Regions from separate parts of the Mus musculus genome. Here region 1 is linked to region 2. A link is a contact called in public HiChIP or PLAC-seq data. All regions are on one chromosome and are shown on one strand. Each heading gives the region's core, a stretch centred on a gene start, on an enhancer-like site or on the middle of the called end of the contact. The rest is flanking DNA. Distances are from core to core; before and after follow the strand shown.

What was found. HiChIP or PLAC-seq counts read pairs in DNA pulled down with a chosen protein or histone mark.
Region 1: an H3K27ac HiChIP or PLAC-seq map of large pre-B cells shows a contact between it and region 2, with 2.2 times the contacts expected there. The contact joins two enhancer-like sites. A contact is called at or near these places in 2 of 484 Hi-C or Micro-C datasets (embryonic stem cells and nephron progenitors) and 1 of 115 datasets of contacts at active chromatin or transcription factors (large pre-B cells).

The regions. Positions count from the first base shown.
Region 1 is chr11:82,670,869-82,674,887 of GRCm38.p6, forward strand. No RefSeq gene overlaps it. Among named protein-coding and RNA genes, the nearest start is that of Gm11426, 40 kb to the left of the region's middle. Within about 2 kb of position 2,138, at least 5 of the 459 cell types and tissues checked have an H3K27ac peak or open chromatin away from gene starts, as enhancers often do.
Region 2 is chr11:82,408,004-82,412,078 of GRCm38.p6, forward strand. All of the region lies in intron 1 of Tmem132e (transmembrane protein 132E), which reads left to right. Among named protein-coding and RNA genes, the nearest start is that of Tmem132e, 21 kb to the left of the region's middle. Within about 2 kb of position 2,613, at least 7 of the 459 cell types and tissues checked have an H3K27ac peak or open chromatin away from gene starts, as enhancers often do.

The DNA.
Region 1 (4,019 bases), core at 888-3,387, 260 kb after region 2:
TGTAGAGGGGGTGGGTCACACCTGCCTCAGTGTCACAAGAACGAAGCCTAAGGATACATGTAAAAACATCCAGCGTGGGGTGGGCATGTGTGGGGAGCCTCTTGCTCACAGCCTGACTTTAGGGGCTCTTAGGCTCAGTCCCTGCCTCTCTGGGGTCTTAAACACTAAGATCTAGACATAAATAGGCTCACCTCAGCTAATTTCTCTCCCATAAAGACATCCTCAAGCTGGTGTGTTCTTCCTCCTTATGCAGCTGCATCGGGGAGTCACTCCAAGGCAGAGAGCACCGCAGCCATGTTATATTTGGCAGCCTCTGCCTTCATCTCCCTCAGCCTGGGCACTCGCTATCGTCACGCACTCCCTCCAGCTGACCATTGGCACAGGCACCGCAAGCCAGATGTTCAAGTTTTGTTAAGGGCAGCTTACAAAAAGCCTTTAAAGCGAAAATTCTTGGCTGTGTAAGGGTTGTCTCTCTTCTGTCTTCATACGAGAAGAGATTTTTTTTAATAGAAGAAAGGCAGGAGAGACTTAAGCACTCTATAAAGCTGGTGGACCACCAGGCCCTGACTGTCCTGCCATCTTCAAAGAAAGAGAAGGGGGATCTTGGGTGGGAGCCACTTTGCCCCAGCCCCTGCTTCATGCCCGCTGCTCCAGAAGTGACTGCGGGGAGGCGGGGGAGCTGAGCAGTTGACAATCATCTGACAAATGTCATGAGCAGGGTTTAGAGATGCTTGCTTCAGCCGGTATTGACAACTGCAATCCTCTGGTCTTGCCGTGCTTTTCCCAGTAGACTGCACCATGGAGGCACCGTGAGAAGAACAGTGCCCACACCCACCTCTGTAGACCAGGGCATCTGGAATGACCACCGGAGGCCAGATGGATGCCCCAAGAAAGGTGACATTGAAATGAGCACCTGTATAGACAAGGCCACCTGAAGGTTGTCACAGGCACCACACCCCAGTACTCCCAAGAGCCACTGTATTGAGATTGACTCCCATGAACCTGATGTCCTGATGTAGCAGGAAGCACAGGCTCTGCCTGACCCAAACCACAGACAGAAGGAGTTATCAACTCAAAGAGGATCAAGGCTTTTTAATAAGAGGTAAGCAGTTCCTAACAAGCTGTCCACCCACAGACATCAGCTTTGGGGTGGGCAGGGGAAGAGCAAAAATGGGAAGGAAATCAACTCTTAGAAGAACAGTGTAGTGAGACCATTTCATGTTTATTAGACTTTGCTCCTTAGAGCAGATGTCACACAAAGTAGCTGAAATTATAGAAAAACCATTTAAGTGGCTGGAAGAATCAGAAAATGAAAGCGAGCGCTGGAGAAGAGTAAGAGAAAGGAAACCCTGATCTCTGTATACCAAGTCCACCCAGCCCGTGCCCCGTCCTTCAGATGCCTGCACAGGGGAGCTTCAGTCAACCAGCTTAGACTACAAAACTGAACGGACTCTTCCACTGCTGCCTCCCAGAGGGGAAATGGCTTGAAGATTTAGTTCAGCAAATTAAAAATTTGCTGTAGTTCAGCAGGCAGAGAACTTGCCTGGGAAGTATAGAGGCCTGGGTTCCACCTAGGAAGCCAAGGAAAGAGAACTGTGAGTTCAAGGTTATCCTCAGCTACATAGCAAGTTCAAGTCCAGCTTGGGATACATAAGAACGTATCTTAAATAATACAAGTCAACATACATCAGAGGAATATAACAGAACCCAAAGTCCCTTCCGCATGGCATTCACAATACAGTCTACAATTGCTAGTTGTATGAAGTAATGGGAAGATGCAGCCTTAAAAAAGAGGTCACCAAGCCGGGCGTGGTGGCACACGCCTTTGATCCCATCACTTGGGAGGCAGAGGCAGGCGGATTTCTGAGTTGGAGGCCAGGCTGGTCTATAAAGTGAGTTCCAGGACAGCCAGAGCTATACAGGGAAACCTGGTCTTGAAAAACCAAAAAAAAAAAAAAAAAAGAAAGAAAGAAAGAAAGAAAGAAAGAAAGAAAGAAAGAAAGAAAGAAAGAAAGAAAGAAAGAAAAGAGGCCACCAAGGCCACCAGTGGTGAGGTGACATAGTAGCTTCAATGCTCACAAAACTGGGTGTGAAATAAGAAGCCATCTGGTGGGAAACGTCCTCTGAGCACAGGAAACCCCAGTCCTGCCCCAGCTCCACCACTGGCAGATGTGCTACCCGGGAAGTTTAGTGCCTTTATTTTTCAGAGTCTGGGTTTTCTCTTCTGCCATCCTGAGAGACTGACGCAGCTTGCCCTCTTATGGTTACTGTGAAGCTAAATGAAGTAACAACCTGAAAGTGTCTAAATAATGATTCCCCAAGTCCCCATCCAGATCTCAGGAGTCTTTGACCTCCTCTGTATTCCATTCCCCTTAGCTTTCTAAGATGTTTTTGGAGTAGGGCATGGTGGTGCACTCCTTTAATACAAGCACTTGAGGCAGAAGCAAGTGGATATCTGAGTTTGAGGCCAGCCTGGTCTACAGAGTGAGTTCCAGGACAGACAGGACTATACAGAGAAACCCAGTCTCATAAGAAATGTTTTTCATCCAATAACCTGAGGTCTGGGGAAAGTTTCAAACAACATTCTCCCTGAGCCCAGCCAGCTGTGTCCAGCAGTGAGTGTGTTTACATCCAGCCACAGTTTCAGCAGGACTCTAGGAGAGAAATAGAGGCCACACAGGCGACAAAACCACATTATCTCGTCTTCACACAGAGGAAAGTACCTGGCAGATACATCTATAGCAAAGGACAGATCTACAAAGGAAAGGAAAATGTAACAAATGTATTCATTTTCAGTTTTGCAGAGCATGGGAACCTTCTGGAATGAAGGCCAAAGACCCAGGGAAAACTGGGCATGCAGAAGTCTGATTAAGGACACAGGTATGATACCCTGGTTAGAGAGTGAAATGAATTTGTCAAGCATTGTTTTGATTTTTCTTGGCCTAGGGCTGGGCCCTTCTGGGATGGCAGAACTCTCAATGGCCATCCTTCTGGGTTGAAGGCAGGAGGGCACCAGTTATCTTCTTGCTCCTCTGAGCTCACCAGTTACCCCCACACAACGGACCAAGGCGCCACGTGAGGTGAGAGTATTATGGCTGGATGCCAACACCTACCTAGCTCAATACCTACTTGGCTCAATGGCTGGCTAACATAGTCTTGCTTCTTCCATGCCCTCACACTACAGGCTCCGCCCTCAGCTGGGAAATCAAGCTAAGATTGGCTGTAACTCCATCACCTCTGGCATCAGGCTCGAATACCCAGCATAGAGTGACAGGAGTTGACTCTCTTAAGAAAAGAAAAACTTGGGGACTGGGTGCACGTTTAATGCAGAGTCTCCTGACTCCCAGAGGAAGACACATAGAGGAGAACTCCATTGACCAGGTACAGTGGCACATGCCTATATAATCAGGGCCCTCGGGAGGCCACCAGCCCCAGAAAGCCATAGAAGAAAGAAAAACATTAACACCCCTTTAACACAGCGCAGCAGAAGACTCCAAAGACATAGTCATGCTTTTTGTTTCATTTCTACCAAGATTCTGTTTGTGATTCTATAAGGAAAGCTACAGGAGTGGAACGTTCGCCCCATTTTACAGATGAATAAACCAAGACCCTACAAGGGGACCTGACTTGTTCCACTGTCACTCTCTTCTGTGCTCATCTTTGGTCAGAGGAGCCAGGTGACTGGAGTCAGCCTTTGTTGATTAACATAAGAGTGAAGTCAGTCAGATTTCCTAATATGCCGGGCCCCTAAGCCTTTGCGACCTTTCTCTTGGATATGACCTCTGTGTTCCTCTTGGGGTTAGACTCCTGTGGAGGACCACCATCCACTGAGAAGGGGCAAGGCAAAACTTCTTGAGCAGATGAGGCTCTCTCTCTCTCTCTCTCTCTCTCTCTCTCTCTCACACACACACACACACACACACACACACACACACACACACACACACACGTACACATGAAGAAGGCCTCTGTCTACCTTCCAGCACTGTTCTGGAAGTCCAACCAGGCCTCTGGACCCT
Region 2 (4,075 bases), core at 1,363-3,862:
TTGCTGACTCACTGACACCTCAGAGCCCTGGGCAGGGACCTGAGGGAATGGCTCAGTCCCTTCTCTTAGTGCTGGTGTGACATGGAAACCCAACTGGTTTCCAGCCAGCCAGCTGTACCAGATGTATGCTGTGGAGGCCAGTGCATGGTTCCCAGGCCCAGAGGCTTCCTCATCCATGCGAAGTGGACGCCTGTGTTGTTCCAGGTAGCCACAGAGAAGGAAAAGTGTGTGGTGAGTTGCCTGCCTAGGAGCCTGTTAGGTGATTACAGATAGACCTAGAGTTACATTGGCTTAGACCAAGGAGAGACCCTCGCAGCTTCTCCTTCCCTAGGTGTGATCTGGACAAGATCCTCCTCCAGACATCTGTTTTCCCAGGGGAGGGGGTGTTTTGGGCTCCTGGGCTAAGACCTCCTACCTTCCTAAGGCTCCTCTCTGCAGTGCCAGTCCCCTAGCTGATGTGCCCTTCTGAGTACCCCATCTGTGCTGAGAACCTCAAGATCCAGCAGACCCACTATGAATGTCCTGCCCTTCCCCTAGGCTGGACTCCCTTCACTCAGATGTTAAATACAAACCGTAACTGTGAGCCTGCATCCTTCCCTTCCCGCACTCGCGCCACACCTGGCCTTAGCTCATCTGGTGTCTGGACTCTGTTCCAGGAGACCTAGAATAAATGTGCAGAGGGAAATGGGTTGCTCTCACTGGCAAAGCTTGGGACCCCAGAGGATGGATGGGTGTCTCAGGCATGCTGCTGAAGTGAAGCAGATGGGAAAGCTTATTGGGCAGAAAAAACCCAAGCATCGCAAAGTGGTTGACCCTTCTTTGCTATATTGCTTTATTAATAAATAACGAGAAGTAGATCGTCTGGCATGCCCATTTTCCATTGGTGTAAAGTTGGCAAAAAAAACCCCAAAAATATAGTGGAATTATTGTAAAAATATAGTGGAATTAATAATAATAATAATAATAATAATAATAATAATAATTATTATTATTATTATTATTATTATTATTATTGGGAAATACATATGTGAAAGGAAAAAGTAATGGCAAACTGAGTCCCCATCACAAAGCAAATCGCATCCATTGCAGAGAGTACTAAATGCAGTTTCAAGGTGTAACAACTCAGGCTGTATTCTGAGAAACTTCCTTGCTTTTTTCTTAAAAACAAATGTTTAAACTTAATAATACAGTAAGCACCATGCACCAAGTGCCTAGATAGTCATGGGCCCTGACCTGGACACTCTTATTTAATTCATTTGTAAGCTTAAAATGCCACTAGCAGCAGCAGCAGCAGCAGCAGCAACAGCAGCAGCAGCACATTGCAGACCCAGAAATGGCAAGAAGTTGCCCATGGGTCAGGTAGCTGTTGTCATTGTGGATCCAGGCCAACCAAGCTCAGCAAATGGACTCTGGAGCCTGGGCTCCTCATAGAGCCCCTAGGAAGGCTCTTCTGTCTGTCTTCATGCTCAGGAATAATGCCACTCAGTTAGACTTAGGCAACCACATCCTTAGAGTGTCCCCTTCAGGATCTCTTCCCTGCTGACTGCTCAGAGTTCTTTCTTCCATGGTCAGCTGATCTGTCCACACACCTTCTGCCACCCATTGCCCATAAGGAGAGGAGGTGTTCCCTGCTCCAACTAGTAACCCCCCCATTGCCCTGTCTCCTGACCCTCCTCATTCCTTACTACCTTCCCCAAACACAGGTACCTCACCCCATGCAAATGACCACTGATGTAAGAACCCAGAATCCTGAGGGCCAGGTTCTCACTCTGAGCACCTCCCACTTGCTATTCTTGGCTGTATTTTTGGTCGGTGTTTTGTGTTTTGAGACAGGGGCTCAGTGTATAACCCAGGATGACTTAGAACTCACTGTAATCCTCCTGTATCTACCCCAGAGTGCTGGGATTGTGGAATTCCTAGATGCTCTTCTTGCTGGGTGCTCTGCTCGGGCCTCCAGGTTGGAGCTCCTTAGGCCTGGGTCTATGCCTTCAGCAGCTCTGTTAGTTGTTTGCAGGTCTGTCCCCTCAGAGACCAGTTGTGACCTCTCTGTGAACCCCCTGGCATCCAGCAGGGCTGAGAAGAAAGAAATCAAAGAGTGGATGCACTCCGAGGAGAGAAAGCCCCGTGACTTGGGCCGAAAGGTCCCTATTTGTAGCAGATGCCAGCCTCCGTTACCCAGCTAGTTCTGGAGCAGGCCCTGTGGAAGCCCTTCTTTACTGCCAGTCCAAGGGGACGATGGGAAGGTGGATGGCACTGTATAGTACAGGTGACATAAGTCCAGAGAGGTTACTCAGAGGCCCACAGCAGGAAAGAGGCTGGACTAGGATTTGAAACCAGGTTCTCTGACTGTTCAGAACCTGAACTCGGCTGCCCAGGGTGTCTCTGGGAACCAGATAGCCTGGGAAGGACCAGAACGCTTGGAAGTTGCAAGAGCAGGCTGGGCTGCCCCTCAACTGCCTGCAAAGTATTTGTATTTCCTTCTGTAATCATCCGTGACATCCTGAGTGAGCAGACACAGGTCCCTTGCTCTCAACTGTTGCATGGTCATTTGAGACCCTCAGAGCATGAACTGTATGACATGTACTGATAGGCCCAGCTGAGAAACCACGCTATGTGTCAAGGCTGGGTGCAGCCAAGTGGCTCCTTTGGGAATAGAGGTTCGGGTGCCCTGGGAACCCACTCTGCTGCAGGTGGGATCATGTAGGAAGTAACACCTGTGGAAGCTAGTCTGCCCCAGCCTGTGCCCCATTCTGGCAGAGGATGAAAGAGTCCTGTGCTAAGATAACTCTAAGCTGTGGCCATGCCTCTGGGCAGAGGGAGGGTGGGGCAACCTTCAGAGGCCCCTCCACATGTCGGTGAAAGAGTTTTTAGTCCGATACTGTCACAGAAGTACCACATAACATGTACCCTCTACACATACACACTCAAGAAGTCCCATGATCTGAAATAAGTGAGGTCAGCAGGTGCCTGAAGGGTGACCAAATGACGCTGGGGTGTTTGCTTGACTGCATTCCTCCTACAGGGTGTATGTGTGTCTCTACATGTGTATGTGTGTGTGTGTCTACATGTGTGTGTCTTTTGCGTATCTCTGTATGTGTCTGCGTGTGTGTATCTGTGTCTGCGTGTGTGTACCTGCATGTGTATGTATGTGTGACTGTATCTTTATATGTGGTTGTGCATGTGTGTGTGTGTATCTACCTGTGTGTGTGTATGTGTATGTATGTATCTCTGTGAGCATGTCTCTGTGTGTATATCTGTGTCTTTGAGTATGTCCTATGTGTGTATGTGCATGTGTATATATGTGTGTGTGACTTGTATTTGTGTGTATGAGCATGTGTGTGCATACTTGTGTTTTGCCTAAGGATGAGCCCAAGGTTTGAACCACTGAGCCACATCCCTAACCCTCTTTTGAAAATTACATTAAAAATCTTTTTAAAGTTTGTGTGTGAATGTGCGCTCACACATGCATGCCACAGCATATGTGTCAGAGGACAACTTTCAGGAGTCGGTTCTCTTCCACCATCCCGGGATCTGGCCATTGAGCTCAGTTTGCCAGACCCACACAGCAAGCACTTCTGTGTGTTGCAAGGCTCCCAGCCCTCTTTTCACTTTTCCATTTTGGACATGGTCTCGACAAGTTGCCCAGACTGCCTTGAACTTGCTCAACAGACCACTCAGGTCTTTAACTTAGGACCCTCCTGCCTCAGTCTTACAAGTAGCTTGGATTACAGACTTGTGCCACAACACTGAGCTATTAACAGACTGCTTTTAAGGGAAATGTCTTTGATTTTGTTTTGTGAGAGAGTGTCTTATGTAGTCTAGACTGACCTTGAACCTGCAAACTTCCTCAGCCTCTCAAATGCTGGAGTGACAAGCCTGTACTGCCACACCTGGCTTTCCCACTCTGTATAGGCCGGTCATGTCTTAGTTAGGGATGACCATGGCAGCTCTTATAAAGGAAGACATTTAATTGAGGCTGGATTATAGTCTAAAGGTTTATCCATTATTATCATGGCGGGAAGCATGGCAGTGGGCAAGCAGGCATGGTGCTGGAGAGGTAGCTGAGAGTTCTACA